Linked DNA regions of Mus musculus: all the other regions are linked to region 2. A link is a contact called in public promoter capture Hi-C data. All regions are on one chromosome and are shown on one strand. Each heading gives the region's core, a stretch centred on a gene start, on an enhancer-like site or on the middle of the called end of the contact. The rest is flanking DNA. Distances are from core to core; before and after follow the strand shown.

Evidence for each region. Promoter capture Hi-C pulls out the DNA fragments that hold promoters and counts their contacts.
Region 1: a contact with region 2 is called in a promoter capture Hi-C map of second pharyngeal arch cranial neural crest, with 4 times the contacts expected there. The contact joins the enhancer-like site here to the promoter of Prlhr in region 2. A contact is called at or near these places in 6 of 39 promoter capture datasets (embryonic stem cells, hippocampal neurons, liver and 3 more) and 1 of 115 datasets of contacts at active chromatin or transcription factors (astrocytes).
Region 3: a contact with region 2 is called in a promoter capture Hi-C map of embryonic stem cells, with 3 times the contacts expected there. The contact joins the enhancer-like site here to the promoter of Prlhr in region 2. A contact is called at or near these places in 3 of 39 promoter capture datasets (embryonic stem cells and hippocampal neurons) and 2 of 115 datasets of contacts at active chromatin or transcription factors (astrocytes and embryonic stem cells).

The regions. Positions count from the first base shown.
Region 1 is chr19:59,634,880-59,639,221 of GRCm38.p6, reverse strand. No RefSeq gene overlaps it. Among named protein-coding and RNA genes, the nearest start is that of Gm19956, 18 kb to the left of the region's middle. Within about 2 kb of position 2,666, at least 3 of the 459 cell types and tissues checked have an H3K27ac peak or open chromatin away from gene starts, as enhancers often do. A contact at or near this core is called in second pharyngeal arch cranial neural crest, where this site is marked.
Region 2 is chr19:60,466,733-60,470,767 of GRCm38.p6, reverse strand. Prlhr (prolactin releasing hormone receptor) reads left to right here and starts at 2,464. Exons shown (of 1, transcript NM_201615.2): 1 at 2,464-4,035. The coding sequence starts at 2,642. The coding sequence ends at 3,754.
Region 3 is chr19:59,583,836-59,588,052 of GRCm38.p6, reverse strand. No RefSeq gene overlaps it. Among named protein-coding and RNA genes, the nearest start is that of Gm19956, 69 kb to the left of the region's middle. Within about 2 kb of position 2,007, at least 22 of the 459 cell types and tissues checked have an H3K27ac peak or open chromatin away from gene starts, as enhancers often do. A contact at or near this core is called in embryonic stem cells, where this site is marked.

The sequences.
Region 1 (4,342 bases), core at 1,417-3,916, 830 kb after region 2:
CGCTTGAGATTTGTTCAGGTGTCCAAGGAAATCAGTTTCTCAAATAAAGTTACTTCTAATTTCATTTTCTCCCCTTTCAGAAACGATAGTCATCTGGGGATGACTGATGAGCTTATAAGTCAAGATCTGAAATGTATATAGGAGATTTGATTCTGAAATCGTACCATCACTGTCAAGTGTGGTGTTCAGAGCAGTCAGCAAGGCTGATATTTTAACAGCATGAGAGTAAAGCAAAATGGTATTTTGAGGGTCCCTGGTTTACATGATTGCTAATGAGCTTTTCGTTTGATTTATTTGTTTTGTTTGTTTGTTTGTTTTTGTAACAAAAATGTCACTAGTCAATCAAGTGTGAGTATTCCAAAAAACCCTATTCCTACCAGTGAGAATTAAGAGGGCCACATAGGAAGCAGCAAAAATGCCATTGACCACACAGGAAGATGCAGCACAGAGTGGATTTTATAGTTAAAAACTGCAAATAAATGGCTGGAAAGAAAACCAGGAAAATTAAAACAAGGGATTTCTTATTAATCTGGTAATCTAAAGTTAATTAGTCGTATTAATCTGAAGTTTGGACCCAGTGCAGAGAGTAATTAAAATGGGAACTACAACCCTGTGCAATGAAGCCAGGGAAGGGGTGAGACAGCGCATGTCTGCTGAAGTCAGAATCTTCCAACTTAAAAAGTGCAATTTTATAATCGATATGTTATTATGTTTTAAGGGGTTGATTTTTCTCTACAAAAAAAAGAAAAGAGCAAAGACTACTACTGATGATGAAAGAAACAGAATACCCTTCTCTTTCAAAGAAGAAAATACTTTGCAACTGCAAATGTCTCTTACTTTTAAAAATGAATGTGATTATATTATAATCTCAAAAAAATTAAATGCTTCTTCTAAAAACCAAAGTGATAAATAAAATAAAGTGTAAATTCAAATCACCCAAAAATGTATCTGAAAAAATTTAAATTTTAATCCTTTTAGTGACTTTCTACTTAATTTTCCAGGAGAGACTAGATGTTGGTTTCTGCAGAATGCACATTCCGTGTGGAACAAACTGACCCTACTTGGGGTTTTTAAGACCAGGTTTTTGAACAATCGTGGGGGGGGGGGCAGCTAGTAGCATCGTCAAGCAGGGATAACAGGGTCCCTGATGTAGATTCCTATTCTGATGTCGCCTCCTGGAATATCGGAGACATTTTTAGTTCCAGCTGAAACCACGTATTCCTTCAGAACAAATCAAATGTCTTTAAAGAATATTTCTGTTTGAAAAGGAATTAAGCTCTCCTGAAAGAATTTTAAAGGTTGTGATTTTCACAGTCTGATAAAGCAGCACCTTTAATGAAATTCTAATTAGCAATTTCATGCACTTGCTATTAGTCATATCAGATTAGTGCACATTTTCACAGCCTTCCTTTAATTAAGTGCACTTATTCCGAGTTTCAAACACTTTCCTTATAAGATGAAAACTGTGCTGAAATGTTATTTAGTAAACAGAGGAAGTGTGAACGTGTAGGTGTGCATGTGTACAGGGGCGGACATTTTAACTGCCTACAGCTTTTTATATTGAGAGTTTGGTGGGGTGGTTTCCATGCCCTGTTCCCTGGTCATCTCAATGTCGCCTTGTATTTCAAGGGAACTGTTTGTGCCTTCATCCCAAGTACACGCAAGGAGTTTGTTTGTCTGTTTGTTTTGAGTTTTGCTTTAAATCTTTCCTTTTTCTATGTGTGTTTTGTTGTGGTCGTTACTTAAAATATTTTTGCCATGTGGGTTTTATTGCTGGGCAAGAAGCTGAAAGCAACTGTCTCCTCAGAAAAGCAATGAGTGATCTTCTCTACTCATGTAATAACCCTAACCTTACCACCTCTTTCTTGCAAGCACCTTCTTCCCTTTAAAAAGCAGCCATTAGATCCATCACACCTCCTCTATTTATGAAAGTGCAAGGAGCAGCCAGACATCGTTATGAGAAGGGTCCCTGCTATATCTGGACTTCACTTTTCCATCATTTCCAGGCAAGGCAGAGCACGGTCTGCAAGCTCCAGAATCTTCTTGGCTCACCCTGACCTCCCAGCCCTCTGAAGGCCTTCTCCTAATCAGGGAGATTGTATTGTCTGGGAATCAGTCCCTTCTTATCTTTAGCCCTTTGTCAAATGAAAATTGTGTTACCTGTTTTGCTTAGAGGTTTGAAACTTGTAATATATTAACTAATAGCTTCACATCTCAAGCATATGTAGTCTTGTTGGTGTCCTTCATTTATACTGTAACATTTTTGACATTTTTAGATAGTCTCTTGGGAACCCCCGGAGCCTCTTACCAGGGCCCTCCATGAAGTATGTTTGCCTAATGGTTACTGACTGACATCTTAATAACGTGCGAGGCACAGCTCCGGTGCATCGGTTGAAGAATATGTGCGTATGTGTGCATGCACTCGTGTGTGCACGCCTTTTAATTCATGGTCCATTTTGTCATGTGTGAGCCATAATTTAAGCTAATAATTACCAGACATGAATTCAATGAAACATTGGTGTCTACACTAAAAAAAAAAAAAAAAAAAAAAAAGTCTTGAATTTTAATGCATTCGGAAAAAACGTTTGCCTAGGGCCAGCCTGGGTCCAGCACGCATATGGAAGCACTTTAAAAGTGATAAATGGTTTGGAATCTACCCTGTCTACTGGTGTGCTACTCAGGAAAGAAAATTAGAGCTAACAGGTGTTAGATAGGGAATGCTGGGGCATTTTAATAGAATTGTCAAAATGTTGGTACCAGATGTTGACATTAATGCACGAAGCTCGGAACTGTAATGCTGAGCTGCCATTTAAATGATTATTTGTTTAAATTTCAAGTTCCCGGCAGGAAGCCCTCACTTTGGTCAGCACCTTTCCCTCCACTCCATCCCTCTGCTCTTTCCCCTACGATTTGCATCAAAGTGTAGTGGCTGTTCGGCTCCCATATGCATGCTTTAAATAATCCATGCCTGTCAAATTTCATTTTTTCTTTTCAGATCATACTCATGCCATTCCTGTCCTAGGCCGCCTTGAAGTCGACCTCGATGTATCCGTATATGAGGGGGAAAAATGATTTAAATACTGCCAGTTACAGGATAATTAATCTTTGAACTACTCGGTAACTTCAAATGTATATCCCAAGTAATCTGCATGAACTTGTAATTACTGTGTATTTATACGATATTTTCCATGTAATCACCAAGTTGTTACATGGTGATGTGAGCCTTGTAAATTACAGTGATAGCAGAAACTAATCTCACCCATGCCACTGCAGAAAGCTCGTGAAGGAACTGCCCGTCGACTGCAGTCAGCTTGTGGAAGGCTCCAGAAAAAAAAAAAAAAATTCGTGCTCTGCAGGGCTCCGGGAGCCTGCAGTATCAGCCAGCTTTAAGCATCTCCAAAGACTGAAAGACTAGAGACAGCAGAAAGGGTGACATTTTTTCATCCAGTGTGTGCAAGAAGGCTGGGATTGGCTTGGACCATGTAACGCTGCTGGAGTTGAAAGGCAATGGTGGGTCGGGATGGGGATGGGGGTGGGGGTATCTAAGCAAAAGCCACCATCCGGTCCTTGCTCAGCATTCTCTGGATACTCAGGGAAGGTCCTGAAATAAATTCCTATATGAGTTTCAAAAGCAGACCCTGAGGCAGCTTTTCTTTGTCATCTTTTAAAACCCAATTAAAACCAAAGCAAATCCGTCAGCTTTTCCACACCAAGGCATCACGTCTCAGCTCTCCAAGAACTTCTTTCCTAAAGGGTTTGTGTGTGTGTGTGTGTGTGTGTGTGTGTGTGTGTGTGTGTGTGTGTGTGTGTACATGTGCATGTGCACACATGCAGATGCTTGAGCTGTCATAATGTCACCCAAGCTCACATTGGACCATTTATTTGCAAAGCCATTATCCACACAGGGAGGACGTGGGCTCTTGCCTTTGTACTCAGGGAGACCACTAGGCTGTTTCTCTTTGGAACCTGGAAGAATGAAGAAAAAGGCCTTACTGGAAGCTTCAAGTAACTTTGAACAGGCGAGGAGACAGAGAAGCTGAGTTTGCCTGGAGTATCCTGGGGTTCTGGGTTTTCCTCTTTTCTCAGATGCTCGGAAATGAAAATGAAAAACAAAACAGCAACGCAGAGGAGTCAAGAGGCCTGCCACTCAGCTGCAGCCCTGCACCTGGCTCCCACATTGCATCCAAGGTTCTCAAAAGTTTCAGGCTGATGGTGGGCGGTAGAGGACTGTCTAGAACTTACCTTTTCCACATAGGATACCACTGCCCATGTGAGCTTGCACAAATGATTCATTTCTGAATAGAAAGACTTTTTAAAATTAGCCACATCCCATAAGCTCAGT
Region 2 (4,035 bases), core at 1,215-3,714:
TCTATTTGAATATGCTGTCTTTTCAGTCTGGGCAGGTTCACCTGTTATTCAGGCATGGACACTAAAATTCAGCAGTTGGGGTCTGGGGAGGTTGCTGAGGTGATTGATACACAAGTATGAGGACCTGTGTTCAATCCCTAGGCTCCTGTAAAAAGCCTGTCATGGTAGTGTGCACTTGTAACCTCAGATGGAGACAGGCAGATCCTTTGAGGCCCAATGACTGGTCTATCTAGGCTAATTAGTGATCCCTAGATCCCTGTGAGAGTACTAGTATCAAAACAACAATAACAACAGCTTTTGAAGAATGATACCAGAGGTCCACATGTACACACACACACACACACACACACACACACGCACACACGCACGCACGCACAGAGACACACAGACACACACATACACAGAGACATATGCCCACACACATAATACAGATACACATATGCACACACATGCATACAAACATACACACACACTTACCACACAGACACACACTGACACACACACAGATACACACACAGAGACACATGCCCACACACATGTATACACACATACACAGACATACACATGCACATATATGCATACACACACACTCACCACACACACAGAGACACATGCCCACACACATGCATACACACAAACACAGACATACACATGCACACACACACACATACACACACACACACACACACACACACACACACACACACACACATACACACACATACACACAGAGGTTTTCTCTGAAGTAAGGCAGATCTGGATAGAAATCCCAGCCACGTTACTTATTAGCTTTGCCAGTGTTTATAGTCCTTTACCAGATTTATTTGGCAAGTGGTAAATTACCTTCTCTGGAAAGTGCCCCAGTACACACGTGAACTACTTACCACTCTGACTTTCATACTGGTTTCTGCTACATGTATTATCGCTCAGAGAGTGTGGGTGTAGAGTGGAAATAGCACAATAATGGGTAGCTTTTGTGCTATAACTGACTTTTCTTCTTGTGTGAGTGACTCACTGGAATTTCAAGAGTGGAATGACTTGTTAAAGCTTTCTAGTAGAACTGAGATATCTGAAGCCCCAGAGGCTAAAGTAGGGCTTACCAGAGAGGACTAGACATTGAAACTCAGCCTCCTTCAGAAGCCCTGGCTTCTGAACAGGGTGGTTACAAAGCCCCTTTCCTGACAGACCTCTCACTGTGCAGCTTAACTTATATTTCAGTGACAACTTCATGCTACTAAAGATCTTATGAAACTTAACCTTTTCAAATGTCACCTTTGTTATTCTTTCTGAAACCCTGCAACCGCTAGTACGTAAAAAAGAAAAAAATATCTAAACCGACATAGGAAGGGCTTTTATTCTAGGAGGACAAGAAAGTCAGGAACTCAACAATCTCTGCTAGGACAGGTGGCGCCTTGGGTTGCTGTAGCGACAAAGAGAAATGAGCAAAGAGTGGCAGGGTTCAGATATTGGGGTGAATTTATAGAGCACAAACTGGCCTGATGGCTGCGTTTTTCTGAGCTAGGGAGGTAAATGATGGCACGGTCCCTGGTGATGATCCATATCGGAGCCAAAGTCACCCTTCAATCTCCATCCTGCACTTCTTTTTTTTTTTTTGCTCCAGGGAGCAAGCCTCAGATCCACAGAGCTGCAGTAATTTCGATTGTCGCGAGCCCCCTTGCGCCGTACCCACACAGCACTGGGGAGCTGCCCGTGGTGCTGATTTTTTCCCTTTGAGAGGAAACTCTGGCCACCACACCTGCAAAAGGCTCAAAGGATACACTGGAGTGCTAGAGCCCTAAAATCCCTGACCAGCGACAGGTGCAGCATAACAAAGCTCTGCTAGACCCCAAACTCTAGCGACTCTGTCAGCTGCAGTTGGAGCTCTGCAGGATCTGGAGCTGTCCTGTGAGGACTTCCCTTCACTCCCTAGTTTATCTACATTTCCCTATTTCCAAATCCTCTCAGCCTTTGGAGACTACACCTGGTGGACATCACAAATTGGCGCTTCCCGCACCTCCTCTGTCATCCCCTGGGACACGCCCCTCTGGAACAGCTTCTCCAGGGGCACTGCACACTTCCGAAGTGGAGATCACCCTGGAGCGTGGGGCCCAGGTTCCTGGCCCCACCCCCTTTCTTGCTTATTCCTACTACACATGCTGCTCCTCTTAAGCACAGAGTTGGGCAGTAAGCTCCGCCCCCATCTTCCATTGAAGGGAGAGCTGAAGTCAGGAAGAGGTGGAGGGGAGGAGCTCCCAGACCCCTCACAAGCTGCTGACCCACTGGGAACTACTGAATCCGTTAGTAGAAGAGAGCAACCCGAGCGAGCGTCCATTGTTGGCTGAGGACCCCTGAGGAACAGCAGGCGGTCTGCTCCCGCCTTTGAGAGCCTTTTCCCGCCAGCCAAGCCTGCTCACAGGTAGGGCCAGCTCCCCGGTCTGCCTTCCGGGGACCGCGAGAGCTATCCACGAATAGGAGCTGTTTAAAGAACCTGTGTTAGGCTTATTTTTATAGAACTGGAAGGACAACATTCATTGCGCTTGATGTTCTGGGTCTTGTGTCCAAGAGAGGAGTTGGGTGGTGGGAAAAGGTACACGAGGGAAGATGGAAAGTGACAACTTTGATTACCTTTGAACAGGTAGCCATGACCTCACTGTCCACTGAGACCACTGGAGACCCCGATTTGTCTTCTGGGCTGTTGCCAGCTAGCTCGACTCCAGCCAACCAGAGCGCAGAGGCCTCGGAGGGCAACCTGTCTGCAACGGTTCCCCGAGCTGCAGCAGTCACGCCGTTCCAGAGCCTGCAGCTGGTGCACCAGCTGAAGGGGTTGATCGTGATGCTGTACAGCATCGTGGTGGTCGTGGGTCTGGTGGGCAACTGCCTGCTTGTGCTGGTGATCGCGCGCGTGCGCCGGCTGCACAACGTGACCAACTTCCTCATTGGCAACCTGGCCTTGTCCGACGTGCTCATGTGTGCCGCCTGTGTGCCTCTCACGCTAGCTTATGCCTTTGAACCTCGGGGCTGGGTGTTCGGTGGAGGCCTGTGTCATCTGGTTTTCTTCCTGCAGCCGGTCACCGTCTATGTATCGGTGTTCACACTCACCACAATCGCCTTGGACCGCTATGTGGTTCTGGTGCACCCGCTACGTCGGCGCATTTCACTGAGGCTCAGCGCCTACGCGGTGCTGGGCATCTGGGCTCTATCTGCAGTGCTGGCGCTGCCGGCCGCGGTGCACACCTACCATGTGGAGCTCAAGCCCCACGACGTGAGCCTCTGCGAGGAGTTCTGGGGCTCGCAGGAGCGCCAACGCCAGATCTACGCCTGGGGGCTGCTTCTGGGCACCTATTTGCTCCCCCTGCTGGCCATCCTCCTGTCTTACGTACGGGTGTCAGTGAAGCTGAGGAACCGCGTGGTGCCTGGCAGCGTGACCCAGAGTCAAGCTGACTGGGACCGAGCGCGTCGCCGCCGCACTTTCTGTCTGCTGGTGGTGGTGGTGGTAGTGTTCGCGGTCTGCTGGCTGCCGCTGCACATTTTCAACCTATTGCGAGACCTGGACCCGCGTGCCATCGACCCCTACGCCTTCGGGCTGGTGCAGCTACTCTGCCACTGGCTTGCTATGAGCTCCGCCTGCTACAACCCCTTCATCTATGCATGGCTGCACGACAGCTTTCGAGAGGAGCTGCGCAAGATGCTGCTGTCCTGGCCCCGCAAGATTGTGCCTCATGGCCAGAACATGACTGTCAGCGTGGTCATCTGATGTCGCTCTGCCAGGTCCGAGCTGGGGAAATTCATATCCCTTAGCCCCAGAGGTCGTCGTGAGATCTTATTCCCAGCACCAAAGTTAAGCCAACACATGCGAATTCCCACCCAGCCCTTTTGATTTGTCTGGTTTTTGTGTTTCTGTGAAATGTTAGGTGGGCTTTGGAGCAGAAGAGCCTGGGGAGAGAGAGAGAAGCAGATTTATCAGGTCTACCCCTGAAAGCAAAACAGCTATTTTTCTGGGTTCAGAAAAATAAATCAGTAGCAGGTCTTTCTTTC
Region 3 (4,217 bases), core at 758-3,257, 880 kb after region 2:
GACACAGATGAGACACCCCTGAGGTGAAGCGAGACACATGGGCTTCTGAAGAAGTTTGAGTTCTTTTCCAAATCCATCTAGTAAAATCATTGCTCCCCTGTCTCACTTGTTGGTTTTTTTTTTAAGGGGGCTGTTAATGAAATGCACAGAAAAGTAAAAACATGTCATGCAAATTAGACACCTTTGGGGATTTTTAAAAACTTGTTTGAAGGGCTAATTAAGAAGCTATTAAAATAATTAATAATAATCTGCTTTTCCCAAATTCCTTTCAGTTGGGAAGTGTAAGTGACTCCATTTTATTCTGCTTTTTAAAGCTCAGAGGTGTCAGGTCACTGGTTTCTGTCTTCTGAGTAGCGGGTCCCTCATTTCCCTGGAAATATTTTTCTAAACTTTTGGTGGTGTCATTTTCCAGGGGAATCCCATTAATGTTCTTCCTGGACGGTGTTTTCCTTCTCTCTGGGCCATTCCCGAAGTAGCAACGTGGTCAACTCGGAGCAGAGTAACTCCGAAAGCGCCCTGGGAGAAAACTGTTCTGAGCTACAGGAAATTAAAAAATTCCTGCAATACCGACCCACTGCTCAAAGTCAGTCTGTGGTGTCCCAGCGCCACTCCACTCTGAAGTCAGTCCAGAAAGAGTTCTGAAGAGTCGTTTCCAGGCTTATAAAGGGTCACATCACGTATTGAAGCCATATTGGCTTCTGTGTTTTGTAAACTTCGAACTCATTACTAAACCCTTGTCTCTTCCACCCCCGGGCCTGACTCCCACCTCCATCAATCTGAGCCTGAAAACACATCATGAGAAATGCTGAAAAGCACTGTACACGTGGCGATGTGATAAAGCACGGATCACTTTGAGCCGGAGTTTTCCAGCGATTTCCAAGATGCACAGGAAGATGAGCCACACTGTCCCCTTTCTAGATCTAGGCTGGTCCCCAACATTTCTAGGAAACAACTAGGATTGTTTCCTCCGTGCTCCTGCTCCCTGTCTTTGGCATAAGCCACAGGCCATGTCTGAATCCAAAAACGCCAAATTCTTCCACCTGTGAAGGCCAGGATGGGGAGCTCTCAGGGTGACATTCTCCCTGATAGGGACTTCATGTGGGCTCTCCAAGTTCCCACGCAAAGATGCTGGCATCTTCCTGGGTTCCCAGGTGAGAGCAGAATGAAGGTGTGGCCCCCTGAAACTGTCACATGATGAGTTACATCATAACAAGTAGAGTAACTGCTAAGGGATCCTGTGTCATTCTCCAAGAGCACGGAGCAACAGAGAGTGGGGTGTCTGGGCAACCTCCCTCTACTGTCACTGGTCTACACTGAGCTCCTCCGGTGCCGGTGCCGGTGCCGGTGCCAGTAGCTTTCATACTTGCAACTCCTTCTCTAGGTGGGTGGTGATGAGCTCCAACATAAAGGGAGAGCGGGTGCTCTGGAGGCAAGGTAGCTTAGGCTTACTGCCCAGCTCTGCCATATCCTACCTGAGTAGTCATAGCAATCGCTTGACCTCTCTGATCTGGATTTCTCTTATGTGAAAGCAGAGTTCGTGCCATCCCCTTTCTGGAGGCCCACTGGAAATGGGCAGAACCTTTAACATATGGTTCTGGTAGCTCAGGCTACACCGTGAGAGGCAGGGAGGTGAACTGAGAGGGCTGCTGGGAATAACTGCAGAGTGGTGCCCCAAACTCTGGATCCAGGGACAGAATAGATCTGTTCTTTATCACCCAGCCCAACACCTCTTAATGAAATGTAAATGAGGGCTCTCACTAGCCTGGCTTTCTCTCAGTGGGGAGAGAAAGTGTGAGTAGAACAGCCAAGGTGGCCTTGGTCTAGGTTGAGGAGAAAGCACCTAGTCTTTCTCCTCTGGGTGTGGCCTGCTGAGGGGATAGGGGCATGCGTCTCTTTAAAGAGGAGTGCAGCCCTGTTTAGGAACTCACATCCCTCTGAGCATCCTGCAAGACAATGAAATTCCTCAGGGCTGAAATTCCTGGAGATGCAAGAAGAGACACATTCCGAGCTTTGGAATCTGGAGGGCCGGACTCCTTCCTGTCTCCCTTGAGCAAAGAGGTGAAGCTTGTGGAAGGCAGCTGTCCTGACCAGGAAGTTGTCTCTGGGGCCTGCCAGCACAGGCATATTAAGTCCTAGAAGCCAGCTGGCTCTGACCTTCTAACCCCAGGGCTTGAGCGGCAGAATCACAATTTTCCCTCCATCAGACAGAGCTTCCTGTATGTTTACATGAGGCCAAGCTTCTGAAGTCACTACTGAGCCAGATCACCATGGCTCAGTCATCCCCGGGACCAGAGTGAGCTTCCTCAGAGACATTTCAGAAAGGCCCAAATGAAAGCTTATAAGTTGTACCCAGGTGGGGTAAAGCAAGTGTGTAGCAGTCTCCAGCTCAGAGGAGCACAAGGGAGGGTCTGATGTAGAAACCAGGGAGAAAATCTTGGGGAAAAGCCCCCTGGAGTTGATCAAGTCAGCCAATCAATTAATTATGTAGTTCATAGTCAAAGTCTGCCTTCCATTCAACTCAGTCAATCAGCGAGCAGCGCTGAGGACCCATCGTTCATCAAACAAAATATGAGATGGTCTGTCAACTAAAAGTGGTCCTGGTGTGAATGGTGATACGGGCCCCAAGATAAAAAAACATAAATGTTGACATAGAGACACAGGGCAAGAGAACATGGGTTGTACTGGGTGGAACAGGTGCCTACCCAGGCTTCTCACAGGCAGAACACAACTTGGATAAGAAGAATGGCAGGTGCCTAGGACACAAGCAGAGCCCTAAAGATGTGAAAGAATGTGGCCTCATGGGAAATCGTCACAAGGGATTCGATTTGGGGCCTATGCAGTCAGAGAAAGAGCTCAACACCAGATTCAGGTGACCCAGTGTGACAAAGGTTCTTGCTGATAGAAGGGATTACCTGCTGGCCTCTAAATGACCTGGGTGGCCTGGGGCATGTGTCTACCGACCCCCTACTTTCTTTAGCTTGAAAACCTGGGAGAATCGCCTGTGCTTTCACCTTTTCCTTCTCGTCCCAGCCTTGAGTCCCCTGGAATTGATCCTCCGAGACTTCACAATGCACCAGGCAGACTTCCTGTAGCCCCTCTGGGCTGGCTGCCCATCTGAGCTTATTGTGAGGATGATGAGCAAAGAGTCAGGTCCTTTCTGAGCCTCTCAAAGCTGTGATGCATGTCCTGGGAACTCAGGGGCATAGTCATGGCAGATGCGGCCCAAGATGCTAGCTCAGTCCACAGTACCGACAGAGCTCTGCTCAGACATCAGGGAGAGAGGAGAGAGGGTAGAACACAGGCCTTCATACTTCTCTGCCTGGGCTCACCTTTCTCTCCACTCCGACCTTGATGCCAGTCCCTTCTCCACATCACACCCAGCTGAGGCCCAATCCAACAATCCTCCGAGAGCAATCCGTGAAGTATGCACTTTGCTCTCACACCTCTGATCTGCTGTGGCCAGGAGATGACAAGGAGGGACTCCAGGGAGTTGTTCCCACCTAATACATCTGTGTGTGCTGATGGAGGCCAGGCAACCCACATTTGCAGCTCAGCTCCTGGCCCTCAAGGCCTCTAGGCTCCCTGGGCATCTCTGCTGGGTCTGAATCCTAGGCACAGGGAAATCTCTTCCTTCCAGCAAGGCCAACACAATGAAGAGGCTTTCCACCACAGCTGGAAGACAACTTCTGTAGACAGACTAACACCTGTTTTTCTCACTTCCCAGCCAAGAAGAAAAATAAGTGGGTTTTGTCCAGCCTGAAGATCTAACAGAACTTTCAGCTGCTGAGTTCTAAAATGCTGCCAGGAAACCTAGTAAGGTGACACACACTTTTAATATGGAGGGAGAGGCAGGGAAATTAGAGGTTCAAATCTGATAAATACTGAATTTGAGACCAGCCTGAAATAATGATAAATGATAGATACATAGGTGATAGATAGATAGATGCACAGTTAGATAGATGATTAATAGATGATAGACTGATAGATTAATAGATGGTAGATACACTGATATATAAATGATAGATACATAATACATGAATATATACATAGGTGATGATAGATGTGAATGCATGATAAATGGTGATGATGATGATAGATACAAACATACATGAAAGATAAATGATAATACATGCATACATACCTACATGGATGATAGATAAATGACACATACATACACACATAATAGATGATAGATAAATAGATACATAGATACACAG